2 separate regions of the Rattus norvegicus genome follow, and region 1 is linked to region 2. A link is a contact called in public Hi-C data. All regions are on one chromosome and are shown on one strand. Each heading gives the region's core, a stretch centred on a gene start, on an enhancer-like site or on the middle of the called end of the contact. The rest is flanking DNA. Distances are from core to core; before and after follow the strand shown.

Evidence for each region. A called contact is a pair of places that touch in the nucleus more often than the background predicts.
Region 1: a contact with region 2 is called in a Hi-C map of Schwann cells, with 2.4 times the contacts expected there. The contact joins two enhancer-like sites. A contact is called at or near these places in 4 of 12 Hi-C or Micro-C datasets (the Rat2 cell line, Schwann cells, hepatocytes and 1 more).

What each region holds. Positions count from the first base shown.
Region 1 is chr17:25,182,035-25,188,616 of GRCr8, reverse strand. No RefSeq gene overlaps it. Among named protein-coding and RNA genes, the nearest start is that of Ofcc1, 470 kb to the right of the region's middle. Within about 2 kb of position 4,611, at least 1 of the 93 cell types and tissues checked has an H3K27ac peak or open chromatin away from gene starts, as enhancers often do. A contact at or near this core is called in Schwann cells, where this site is marked.
Region 2 is chr17:25,146,873-25,153,405 of GRCr8, reverse strand. No RefSeq gene overlaps it. Among named protein-coding and RNA genes, the nearest start is that of Ofcc1, 440 kb to the right of the region's middle. Within about 2 kb of position 2,960, at least 1 of the 93 cell types and tissues checked has an H3K27ac peak or open chromatin away from gene starts, as enhancers often do. A contact at or near this core is called in Schwann cells, where this site is marked.

The sequences.
Region 1 (6,582 bases), core at 3,362-5,861, 34 kb before region 2:
CCAGCTCCAAGGGACCTAAATTTACACATGCATGTACACACATGCACAACTTTAAATAATAAAGATCGGTACACTTACCCTGTCCACCTATTGCTATAATAACTGACATATTCCCTTTTATAATTAATAAATAATTACTCCAATGGCATTCACTTTTCTCTATCCCCAGGAATTGTGCAGTGTGTGTGTGTGTGTGTGTGTGTGTGTGTGTGTGCATGTGCATGACGTGGATGTGTGTGCTATATTTTCTTTGATCCTATTCATGATAGTAGCTCGAGTATCCTCAGAATTCCTTCTACTTTTCAACCTTCAAAAAGCAGTGCACACCTTCCCTGCCTTTGAAGAGCTTCCTGTGACATTGTTCCGTTATAATTATGTCATGTTGCAGTGTACCATATCATCTTGTGCTGCATGGTACCAATCTGGGACTTGGCTGATGAGGTGAATTAGTTCCCTTGTTCAATTAGTTTGAAATTTTCTAATCCAAGATTAGTTAATTAATCTTTGCAGACTTTCACTCTAATCACAACTGTACCCTAGGAATCAAGATATCACATAATCAGGAGGAGGCCTATAGTGCTGCTCAGTCCTCAGCCATGGATGACATTTTAGCAGACCCATAGTTTGCACGGTTATTTATGAATTTTCTACTCTTAAATTAATAGACTCAGCAGCATTTCCATCTATTAAAACCATTTTACTATTAAATCAAAATTTACTTTCAATCTTTGTAGAAAGTAGTTTAATTTTTAGGCTGACTTTTTGATGCTCTGAGATAGGGACTTGCTAGGTAGCCCTGGTTAGTCTGGAACTCAGTAGGCCAGAAGGGCATAAAGTTTACATTGCTCCTCCTGCTCTCTCTTCCCAGGCACCGGAATAGCAGGCATGCGCAAATACTGTATCATGCCTTTACCTTTGCTTCACTCTCCTTAACTCATCATTTATTATTACCTAATTTTAGGCCTTATTGGCTGTATGTGTATAAGTGTTTTAGATACATGCATGCATGCATGCATGTGCACAACATGCATGCAATACATGCAGAAGGCAGAGGAGGGCAACAGATGACCTGGAACTGCAGTTACAGGTGGTTGTGAGGTGCCCTGTCAGTGCTAGGAACTTAATTTCCATCTCTAAGAGCAGGGAGTGCTCTTGGTGGCTGACTCATCTTTTTAGCCCCCACCTCCCTCTTAAAATTATTTTTGTAATTGCCACGGGCTTTTTAAACGATTCCAACTCATAATGGGCAGAACGACTGTAGCATAACAACATGCGTTTTAAAAGACCAAGAACTGCTCATTTACTTAAGTAATTTAAAAAATGTGTAGTAATTCAAATATATTTCAATCACCCCTTTGTCACAAGAGAATCTATTTGCTGGATTTTATATATTGTTAAAAATAATTTTAATTTTGTATAATGGTATAAATGACTTTCTTTTGTTTTACATTGAAAAGGTCTCTCTGTGTGTGTGTGTGTGTGTGTGTGTGTGTGTGTGTGTGTGTGTGTCCATGCATCTGTGTGCACTGGGAGTGTTCAGGTGCCTGTGGAAGCCAGATAGTGTTGAATACCCTAGAATCAGAACTTCAGATTGGGGTTGGGGTTGGGGTGAGGTTAGGATGCAGTGGGCTGTGGATATTGGTTGGGGTGTGTGTGTGTGTGTGTGTGTGTGTGTGTGTGTGTGTGTGTTTGTGTGTGTGTGTGTGCTCTTTAGGTCTCAGTTTTCAGTACCTGCCAATGAGCACTATGCCAGGGAAATTACATATTTTAGTGTAGAATCCTCTGAAGATAATCAACCTGGAAATATTTTACCCTGTTTTGTTGATGAAGACACTGAGGCTAAGCAAAACATCGCTGTTTGTCTCAATCATCGAGAGTGTGGGGTAAGGGCAGAATTTCAATATAGGTTCATCTTATAAATAAATAAATAAATAAATAAATAAATAAATAAATAAATAAATAAATAATAGCATGTACAACTACATTAGTCTTTCCAGTGGACCAACTTTCAAAAATTTTAAGCACAATTGAGCTGCCTTGCCACGCGCTTGCTGGATGGGATGTTTTCTTATTTTGAGAATGGCTGACCATTTAGATGTAGTTTAGTCACACACCTCTCATTAACTCAGTCGCATTTCCCCCGACATACCTATTAAGTCCTAAGGTTGACACCAAAATATCTCGGCGATTGCTGGCAAGTAAGCGCTGTGCTCTGACCAATCAAGTTCATTCAGCAGATTCCCCCACCTACTCTCAAGGGAGATGGGGATAAGGTTCCTTCAAGGTTGCTGGTATTTACTGTTTTCCATTGTGTACCACTGCACACTTGTGCAAGCTAACGGCCACTTTCTAGACAGCACCTCTGGCTTGCTCTATATTAATAGAATATTGATACAGCAAAAAATGCTGTTGTGGGATTTATCATTTGGTAAATCCTCCACCGTCTGCAGTTTTACAGAGCCATTTAATTAGCGATTTTACAACCTCCTCTCTTCTCATTAAATTAATTAATAATTAAGTTCAAATATAGGCATCTTTAATGTCATAATTATATTTCAGTTTTATGGTCACTGGAGTTTAGCTCATTAGGGGAGGCACTCATAAACCACAGCCCTGTTTAGTGGCTGAAGCATATCCAGGCCACCAGGCTGATTCTAGTTGATATTTTAATTTCTCTGCTTCTTGAGGGGCATGGCTGGGTTGTGGAGAGAAAATTCAGTCTTTGTCCTCTGTGAACATAAACTAACAACGACAGCAGCAACACCAACAGATGCAATCTACAGTACGTAGCCTCTGATCCTTCGAGTCTGGCTGACTTTTATGTCTCCCTTGACTACTTTTGTAACATCAGTCCTTACAGTGTATTCTGATTGGATCAGATGTTTGCACCTTTGTGCTGCCGTTAAGCTCAGAGTAGCCAGATCCAGGACTTGTGAATGATGCCTTCTGATTGCCATCATGATTTACGGAGTCGGTAATGGCCTTTCACACAATATGGCAGGCTGTACATTCCTTTAGACAGAGTGGATTTATTTCAGCCATTAGCACTGATTAAACCAGCTTAGTTGAAGAGGCAAAACAAAACTTGTCTTTGAAATTGTTCTTATTTAATTTTGTTCGCCCTCACATAACCCAGGACAGTGCTAATTATTCCTTGATGGAGCTCATATTTCTAATGTAATTCATATGTAAATTCTAATTTCCTTCATCTGGGAATGTTTGTGTTCCTTGTCTCCTTTCAGGCAGGAACACAAACAGAGAATTAAAACTGTTTAGAAATGGAAACTTCATGTTGCGTTTTTCTGGCCTGGCTTAGATTTGCTTCGCTTTCTTGCTCCTAGGTTAGAGCTTAATGATGTTGCAAGGTTAAGATCCAAGACTAGAGTTTGAAGAAGAAAAAAAAAGCTTAATGCTTTAAAAGAATTTGATTTTCAGAGGTGTGAGTTGCATCTAGCAGAAGTTTGACCATCTAAACATTACCTCAGGTTTGCTTGGAAAAAAAATGATTGTAGCAACCTTCTTGGGCATAGTGGTTAATGATTCTAATTCTGGCACTCAGAGCATTGAGACAGGAGCATTAGCACAAGTTAAAAGCCAATCTGCCTACAAAGACAATGCTATGCTAGCCAGGGCAGCATAGCAATGTCTTACCAGATAGATAGGTAGATAGATAGATAGATAGATAGATAGATAGATAGATAGATAGATAGATAGATAGATAGGTAGGTAGGTAGGTAGATAGATAGATAGATAGATAGATAGATAGATAGATAGATCTTTAAAAAACAGAAAACAAAAAACAAAACAAAACAAAAAATCCCCAAAAAACAAGCATTAGGCTGGAGAGATGGCTCAGCAGTTAAGAGTATGGACTGCTCTTCCAGAGGTCCTGAATTCAGTTCCCAGCAACATGATGGCTCAGAAACATCTATAATGGGATCCGATGCCCTCTTCTGGTGTGTCTGAAGACAGCTACAGTGTCCTCATATATGTAAAATAAATGAATGATTCTTTAAAAGAAACAAACAAACAAACAAACTGGGCATCACAATCTAGGTAGATTTTTATCATGGGAAGAGAGTAACAATCATTTCATTTAGCTTCGTGGATGATTCAGGTGGTCACGAAGACAGGAAGACGAAGAACAGATCTCAGATTCAAAATTTTTCTCCTTCAAAGGAAACGTGAGCAGCTGGCTTTGTTAATGACGTCTTTGAAGACTCATGACCCAAACCACACAATGAACAAAATAACTCAAAAGTGGCTCACACTGCTTGATGCAAGTCAAGATTATCCGCTTGATACAAGGTCTAGAAAAGTAAAATGAATAAACAAACAAACAAAATAAAATAAAACAAAACAACCAAGCAGACAGAACACTGGAGAACATCCCAGCTAAAATCCATAGTACAGTAGCTGCTGGGTGTACAGTAAGGAGAAGGGACACAGGTGACAGACACTACCTAAGTGGGCAGCTACACTCCAGAAAGGACAGGAAATGGCAGTAGAGCTCAGAACTAGGCCGGGGAGTGTGGAATCATGTTTTCTGTGCTCCAGGGGCATCCCAAAGGCGACATTTCAAAGGCCCTTTGGCACTTTGCCAAGCAGGCTTTTGCTCTACTCAGAGAGAATGCGTGGCCTGTGCTGCGTGTGTGGGTGGGTGCAAGTGTGTGTGTTGCGTTTTCCTTCTCTGTGAGATTGAATGATATTCGCATGCTGGGTTTCAGTTAGAATTATCATGCCATACAGAAGGGTAGCTTCCCCTACAGTTAAGGGGAAAACTCTCAGATGGGAACCAAACATAACAATGAAGCAAATCAAATCTCAAGAAGCTCTACCGTCTGCTTCAATCGTGGCCCCCGGATATTCTGTTACGAGAAAGAAGTTAGCACTTAGGCTGTGCACTCCTTCTTGCTACCCACCCATTAGATATGGCTCCCATTAGATATGGCTCTGAGAGAGAGATTTCTCATAAAGCCAAGGTAGCTATGTGGTCTCAGATAAATAAGAATTACAAACTGTCACAGGTCACAGGCAAAGGGTGCCTTGATTCCACTCGCTATCCGATCGTATTTGAGCTGCAGTCAGAATCAGAAAGGACCCTTTTCAGTCGAATCACCCTCACATAGACTGACTTTGTAATATCTAGGACATAATTACATTTGCATTAAATATGCACACGCATACGCACACATCATGCCAACATTACAGCTGTCCGAAACTATTTTCAATAATTGATTTGCCATTTAATTGAACAGCATGACTGACTAGCATAGCTCATTACTTTACTCATTAGTTAATTATCGAAGAAAGTAGGACAAGTCAATAAAATGAAGGCTGTAAATTCCAATACTAATTAGCACCATTTCCTTAGAGACACATTTAAGGCCAGATTGGCCACCTGAATGTCCTAAGACCTTGCAGATGAAGGAGAAGGATAGACACACCGCAAAGGAGATGGAAAGGCAGTTGTGTAGACAGCAAGTAGATCGGGGCGGTTCCTAATAACTCTTATCTGCACAACTGAGGAAGAAATGACTTGAAGAGAGAGGAAGAGCCTTCATGTAGCATTAACCGCCCCCCCACAAAGACTCGAAAAAGACTCATAAAACAAAGTTACTTTCATTGTCTTTTGTTTTCCAAGAAAGTTTCTGTCTACTGTTTGTAATCCTGCATATGGACATTGTCCTGTTGAATGATATTTATAGAGAGATTTATTGCGAGTGGATTCTATCCAAGAGAAGGCATTTTGACTTGGAAGAAAAATATACATGTTAACGCAGTTCACACTACCCTCATGTGAGCAAGAGTCATTTCTGCATAGTTTTAATCTAATGTGGGGTATGTCTATATGTGTGCTCATAGCACACAGGCATCCTTTTGGAGGGCTGTCTAACTTTTTCCTACATAAAAGAGGATTCAAAGCTCTCTGTGCTACGACTGGTTATTTCTCCTTTGAAAAGTTATCTCCCATCTGTTGGAACTCAGGAGTTCCTCATTAATATAGCAGGTAGAGAAACACCTGCAGTTGAGGCATTGGAGAAAAACAGAACATGATTTGTTCTTGGATAGTGTCTGCCAGAGTCTGTCAGAACTCTAATCTGGATAAAATTCCCAGTCTTTCTGCCTCTACAAAGGCTATCAGGAAGTCCTGCCTAACAGCCATGATACAAATGATTTAGACACAAAATTATTCCAGCCGTAGACGTGGGCTACTTGCTGACTTGTTTGTTTGTTTGTTTAATGATCATAGGTTGGGTGATCACCAAAATAAGCCTGCCGTGAACCAAGCAGAAGGTGAGCTGGGCTAGGTCAGGAAGGCTGCTGAAGATTTCTGATGAGAGATGGACAATTAATCTTGCATTAACCTTGATCACTTTGGCTTGCAGCCTCTCCAAGGTTGATCATTTCCTTCATGCTGTGGTGTGGCCAGACTTAACGGAATGTTCATTTTCCTTCTGATTTTGTACTTAATTAAATGAAGCTCCCAAAAAGAAACTCCAGCATTTGTACAGCAATCTCCTGAGGTATGATTAAATATGTGCTCACGGTAGATGTTGCTTTAAAATGAATAAATAAATA
Region 2 (6,533 bases), core at 1,711-4,210:
TCTTCTAATTGTGTTAGAACTTGTTCCTCAGAAGTTATTCTATATAGTCTCTCAGAGAGAACACAGCTTTGACAAGGTATCGCCCAGAGAATTGTGGGAATCTTAGAAATGGCAAACTAGAAGTCAGTCTGTTATATCAGCATAGGACAGAAGGCGAACACTATCATGTCTGCATAAGGATATTAAATAAGGCCCCAAACATCGAAAGTCTGTCTGTGCACCCAATGTGCTAATTTACTTTCTATGAGCAGAAGCCGAGTGCTGCTGTATGCCTTCGTCCCGCAATCAGAATATAGGAAGCGGTGTTCTCAACTTATCCCTCATGGAGTTTCTGAACCTCGCTTTCTTTGTAGTTGTTTTTGTTTGTAGAACATAAAATGAATGCAGGTATCAGTGTGGAACTAAGATAACTTTAAATTTTGCTTTGTTAGCTGTTAATATGCACAATTTGAAATATAATAAGCCTAAGAATAAATAATGATGTATAATAAATGATAATAAATATATATATTATATTTTTATAAAATGTAACTGTTCCCAGATTATGTTATCTTCTGCTGCCAACATCTTGGCTAGTACCCAGGTCTTTCAAAACACAGATAAAATAAATACTGCACAGACACGGTTTTATTTGTTTGCTTGGGTTTTTTGGTGTTTTGTTTTTTACTTCAAGATTTCATTTCTTGATTTTAAATATTAAAATAGGATCACAACACATGTCTAACACTGGCTTACACAAAGTGATACAACTTATACTACTAAGGGAAAATACTTCAACCACTAGAAGTTGGGGTAAGCTTTTAAATGCGTGTATTAGGGGGTTGGGGATTTAGCTCAGTGGTAGAGCGCTTGCCTAGCAAGCACAAGGCCCTGGGTTCGGTCCCCAGCTCCGAAAAAAGAAAAAAAAAAAAAGAAAAAAATGTGTGTATTAAATGCCCTTCTTGTCTGGTGTCTTACCTGGAGAATTTCTGAAAACTGTGGACTGAAATTGAGTACTACCATAAAGGAAGAATTACAGTAAGCTCTTTATTTGTATATGTGCATATATGTTTGTGTGTGTGTGTGTGTGTGTGTGTGAGAGAGAGAGAGAGAGAGAGAGAGAGAGAGAGAGAGAGAGAGGAGGAGAGAGAAAGAGAGAGAGAAGGAGAGAGAAAGAGACAGACAGAGAGAGAGAGAGAAGGAGAGAGAAAGAGAGAGAGAATGGGGAAAGAGAGACAGAGAGACAGAGACAAGGTGGGGGTATGTGTGATATATGTGCATGCGTGGTGAGTACTCACATGTGTGCACCTGTATGAACACACACCTCTGGATCCCAGAAGAGGGCATTGTGGATCCTTCTTTCTCAGTATTCCTCCTCCTTTGGAGCAGTGTCTTTCCATGAACTGAAGTTCACATTTTCCCAAGAGGCTTGCAGTCAACAATCCCAGCAGTCCTACTGTCTCTGTCCCCCAACACAAAACCAAGATAGTAGGCCCCCTTGAGACCACACCGGATATGTTATGTCAGTGTTGCGAGCTGAACTGAAGTCCTCAGGGTCGTGCACCATGTACTCCCTTTCAAAATTTTATTTTACTGATTTTTAAATTGAAAATAGATTGTTTTATCATACAATATATATTTTTTATAGTTTCCCCTCCCTTTACTCCTCCTAGTTCTTTCCCACCTCCCGTCTGGGATCCATTCCCTTTCTGTCTCTCATTATAAATGAATAAACTTCTACGATATAAGACCATGCACAATAACATAAATTACCCATTATATTGAGGCTGGGCCAGACAACCCAACAGAAGGAAAAAAGCTATAAGAGTAAGCTCAAGAATCAGAGATCTTCTCCTTCACAGACTCAGGAGTCCTGTAAAAATACTGTAAAAAAAGCTATAATATATATTCAGAGGTCCTGGTGCAGACCCACGTCAGCCCCATGCTTGCTTGTAATTAATGTGTAGCATTCCTACTTGTTTAAACTATACCTTAATTTCAAGTTTCTGGTTGTCAAAATGGCCTTTAGTTTGCATTCCTGATGCTATAATTCACCAAGATACTTTCTTTTTAGTAGTTATCCACACTGAAACACTTTTTGCAGATAGCGTTGTCATTATACAACGAATAATGTCCAGAGAAAATGTGTTCTAAATACACAGATGATCGACACGTTTCCACTTTTCTTTTACATCAAGGATGTTTTTTACAAGGATGTTTTCCAAGTCAGATATCTGAATTTTTAGGAAAATGGGCTTTTCGGGACCATTGGAAGCAGTTTCCGTTTGCTTGTTTTGGTCACAACTCAAGCTGCAATGAACCTTGTAACTTTGGCGCCATTTCCATAAACCAATTAACTATGGGTGTTTATCTGTTCTCCAGAACGAGCATGGCTGTAGAGGTGGGTGAAGAGGCACCTACATAGAGATGGACGAGAGCTGGGTTAACAGGCAGACAGATTTGTAGGCACAGACCCACCCACTCTCACCCATAATGAGCAGAAACCGGCAGATTTAATTCATGTGTTGTGGGCTTTTTGTCTCCTGCACCACAAAAGGGAATACAGGACCCTGTTAGGGGAGGGTTAGATTAGTCCTACACGGTCAAAGGAAACAATGCTGACATGTTACTTGATCAGAAAGATGTTTTCACACTGTTTCTCTTAGGTAGTCCCTGGGGACAACTCTCTTTTGCTCTCCTCCTCTGTCTGTCTGTCTGTCTCTTTTTTTTAATTACCAAGCATGACATTCATGGTTATTTCTTCTTTCCACCCAGTTGACTACAAAGGGGGCCAGTTCTTGGGCCCCTTGTTGGTCAGGCCTGGGGGAGGGAGTGACAGAAGGCTGGCCTTATTTACCTTAGCGGCTTCCCGTGTAATCTGGTTAATCGTGTGGCTAATGGGAGGACTCCACGGATCCCCACACACTGCGCGCCACAATGAGGACTCATTCATATGTAATACAATAGAGTGTTTAAGTCATTCCACGCTTTGTGGAAAAGATTGGCTTTCTTTGTGTGCCTGCTCCCCAGAAGCCTTTGCCCCCTCCTCCTCTTTCAAACGGGCATATGTTACAGCTCCTGCCTACTGCAGCTGGACAAGGAAAAGGCAGGCTTCTTTCTTTTCTCTCTCTCTCTCTCTTTTTTTCCCAGTCAATGAATTGATTACTTCGTGTGAAATGGGGCTCCCACCCCTGGCTGACGGATGCACAGATTAGCCTTTTGGTCTTCTAATATTTCACATCCAGACACTCGAAGAGGAGGCGGAACTCCTGGTCCTCAAGTTGTCTATTGTGAGCTCAACAATCTGTTGAGTACAAAAGAAAAATAAATAAATCAAAGCAGGTGAAGTGTTGGGCTGGCTCTTTTAATAGCATCTGCCCATGATGCTCCTTAAACCAGGACCGGGGAGAAAACAAAGAGACTTCGGGGAGGTGGGAAATAGACAGCTACTTAGTAAGACAAAAGTTTAAAGACATCTGAGCTGAAAGAGTAATTTCATCATCACACTACTCACTAGCTCTTGGATTTGAATTTAGAGGTGATAAGGTCTAATTAGTCCTAATGGACTAGTTAATGGGTTCCTGGGCTTATCCACACCCCATAGGATGAACGGCAATTGTTGAAAATGGACTTTGGGATTCTGAATGTTTTTAGTTCTTCTATCTATCTATCTATCTATCTATCTATCTATCTATCTATCTATCCATCCATCTATTATCTATCTATCTATCTATCTATCTATCTATCTATCTATCTATCATCTATCCATCCATCCATCCATCCACCCATCCATCTATCCATCTATCCCTCTATCTCTCTATTTAATGTTTAGTTGCAGTTTTAAAAGACCTGAAATCTGGCGTCTCACTACCTCTGCCCTCGACTTTGTACAAGTGGATTTATTGTCAGCCAGTCACTTCTGCAGCAAGATGCTGCGTCAGAAAGGTGAGTTATGACTCTTTTCCAGGTGGTCGGAGAATTTCACTGTCATTTGAATGACTGAGATGGACTTTCGAACGTAAACGTGGCGATTAATCTCTTTCCTGCCAAATGCGGCGAAATCACCAGTCACAGGGTTCCAGAGTCTTTGCTAAACTGTGGTGTATCACAGGTCCTCTGGTTACACGGGCTCACTCACACTGCAAAGTTTCTGAAGCAAGCTTGTGATGACATGTGCTTCTGTTTAGCGCAACCAGCAAAAACTGGAGGCTGATGAGCTGGTATTTACAACAGCAGTGGGTAAGATTCTTCTAAACAAGTGGATTCTGCAACAATGATAATATACAAAGTTAGAACTACATACAGATGAAGAAGTCCTGTTCCCAAACTAATGAACCTAGAGAATTACAGACTAGTGGGGTATGGAATGAAAAAGAGACAGTGACATTTATTTCTGAAATGATGTATGACTTATCTGGTTCAAGGCTACACTGACACAATGCAGCTTGAAAGGGGGTGATGAGGCTGACCGATCCGACTCATTCCTAGTAGCTGGAATCAGTCACAGTACGGACACCTGCCCTGTTAGCCAAGACATAGAATAGAAGCCATCTACACATGTGGACCTAGACAGGTGGACACTGAACTATTGTTCTAGAAAGTCTTCTTTACTTGTCAGTACTGGGAAGCAATTGGCCTCAAATATAAGAAAAGACAGACCTGTGGGTCATCTAAAGATTAAACATGATCAGCAGAAGTATTAGCCATTTATCTTGGCTAAATCCATAAACCCATGTTTAAAAAAGAAATTGGGTTTTCTCTTACTGATGGAAGGCTTTGTGCTGTGTTATAGCCAACACTTTTATCATGTAAATAGCACAACTGTCATAATTTAGGACTCATGGGGAAGACTATGTTACGTAATGGAGAACGAAGCTTGATTTCCAGTCTTCTTCGTTTTCTAAGCATTTCTGAGAAAACACATACCTAAAAGGCAAATGAGGGAATTGAATAGAAAGGTGGGCTTTTAAATGAAATGTACCAAAGGAGAGAAAAAAAGTGCAAAGTAAAGATTAATTAAAAAGGTTTTCCTCTGAATGCCAGATTAAACAACAACAACAACAGTGTGTCAGAGGATACCAGCACAAGCCCCAGACCTCTTAAATTAACTTGACTCAAAATCAGGGGACTAAAAGCTCAGGAAACCTTAATTAAAGTTCACTCTAGCAAGCCTCCTCCCTCGCCTCCTGCCTCACAGCCGAGGGTTCATCTCCTGACCCTCTGCTTCCATAGAGTCCCAGCAATCCATTATCCAGTGCCTAATCCTCCTTTGGTCCTAGGAGTCAGGTTATTAGAGAGTTTGAGGGGTCCCTGTCATTGTGACGGAGGTGTGAACTGATCACCAAGATGACAACTGGTGACAAGTGCTGTTTATTAGACGGCTACTTTGCCTCTTAATTACAACTGATTAGCCTGCTGTTAGCAGAGGGAAACAAGAGTTAGGCTCGGACCTGGTCATCTGCCACTTCCCTTTCTTTCTCTGATTTTCTGTCCACTGTGACTTTTCTGTTCGCTTTCCTTTTGTTTATGGCCTCAGACTCAATGGAGATCCTTATTTTGCAAATGAAAGTTTTGTGAAACCTTATCCCAAAACGTCTATTAAAATCTTTTGAAGAAAATCTAATTTTGACTGTGAGATTTTTTTTTCCCTTCCTGGTCTCAACTGAGCTGTAGATTGGAAATATTTTTTCCTACTTATTTTATTTCCTCTTTTTAAGGAGGGTAAGTGAGATTAGGAGAAGGGCAGCCACACTATCTGTGTGTGAATGGGTTTTTACTAAAACAGAGGGAGATGGCGGCTAAAGTATTTCTTTATTCTCTGCAGAATAGTATAAGTGAAATTATTGGAATCTACTATTTTTCTCTTGCCTAAGCCCAAACTGGGACACAGACATTAAACTATACCCTGAATCATCTGTTTATTCTACAAGGATTTAAACTCCTGAAAGTTTTACCTGTAGAGTAAAATCCATCACAACTGCATGATTTTTGTTTTTCTTGGGCTCGTTTGTTGTTGTTTGTTGTTTGTTTGTTTTTGTTTTGTTTTGTTTGGCATTTCATCTATTTCTTTCTGGGAATATTTTTTGTCATTTTGTTTTGTTTTGTTTTCATTTGAGCCCTTGCTCACTCTTCGTTGACCATGACTGAAAACCAAGCCACCCCAAAGCAAAACCTTTCAGTGTTAAACAGGTGAAGCTGGCCTTGACGGTGGCTGGTAGTGATTTGGATTAAAACAAACTGGTCTGACGGGCACATCAAGAACTAAATATGGTCATTTGCAAAAGATGTGCAATCTTCACTTTCGGATTTCCATGTTTCATTTGCTTTCAAAGAAGGAGCCTGACTAATGGCGACTATGACCACATGACAAGATCAAGGAAGAAAGCTGGCCTTGTCCTCAGAACAACCACAGAAGCTTGAAGTATTAGACTCTCTTGAGTGTAAAGAATTCAAACAGTACAGAAAAAGTGATCAACAGGAACCCATGTATCTGAATGCATTTTTAAATCTTTCTGTTGGTGTTTATTGCAGTGATCTTTGGAAACACTGTTTTT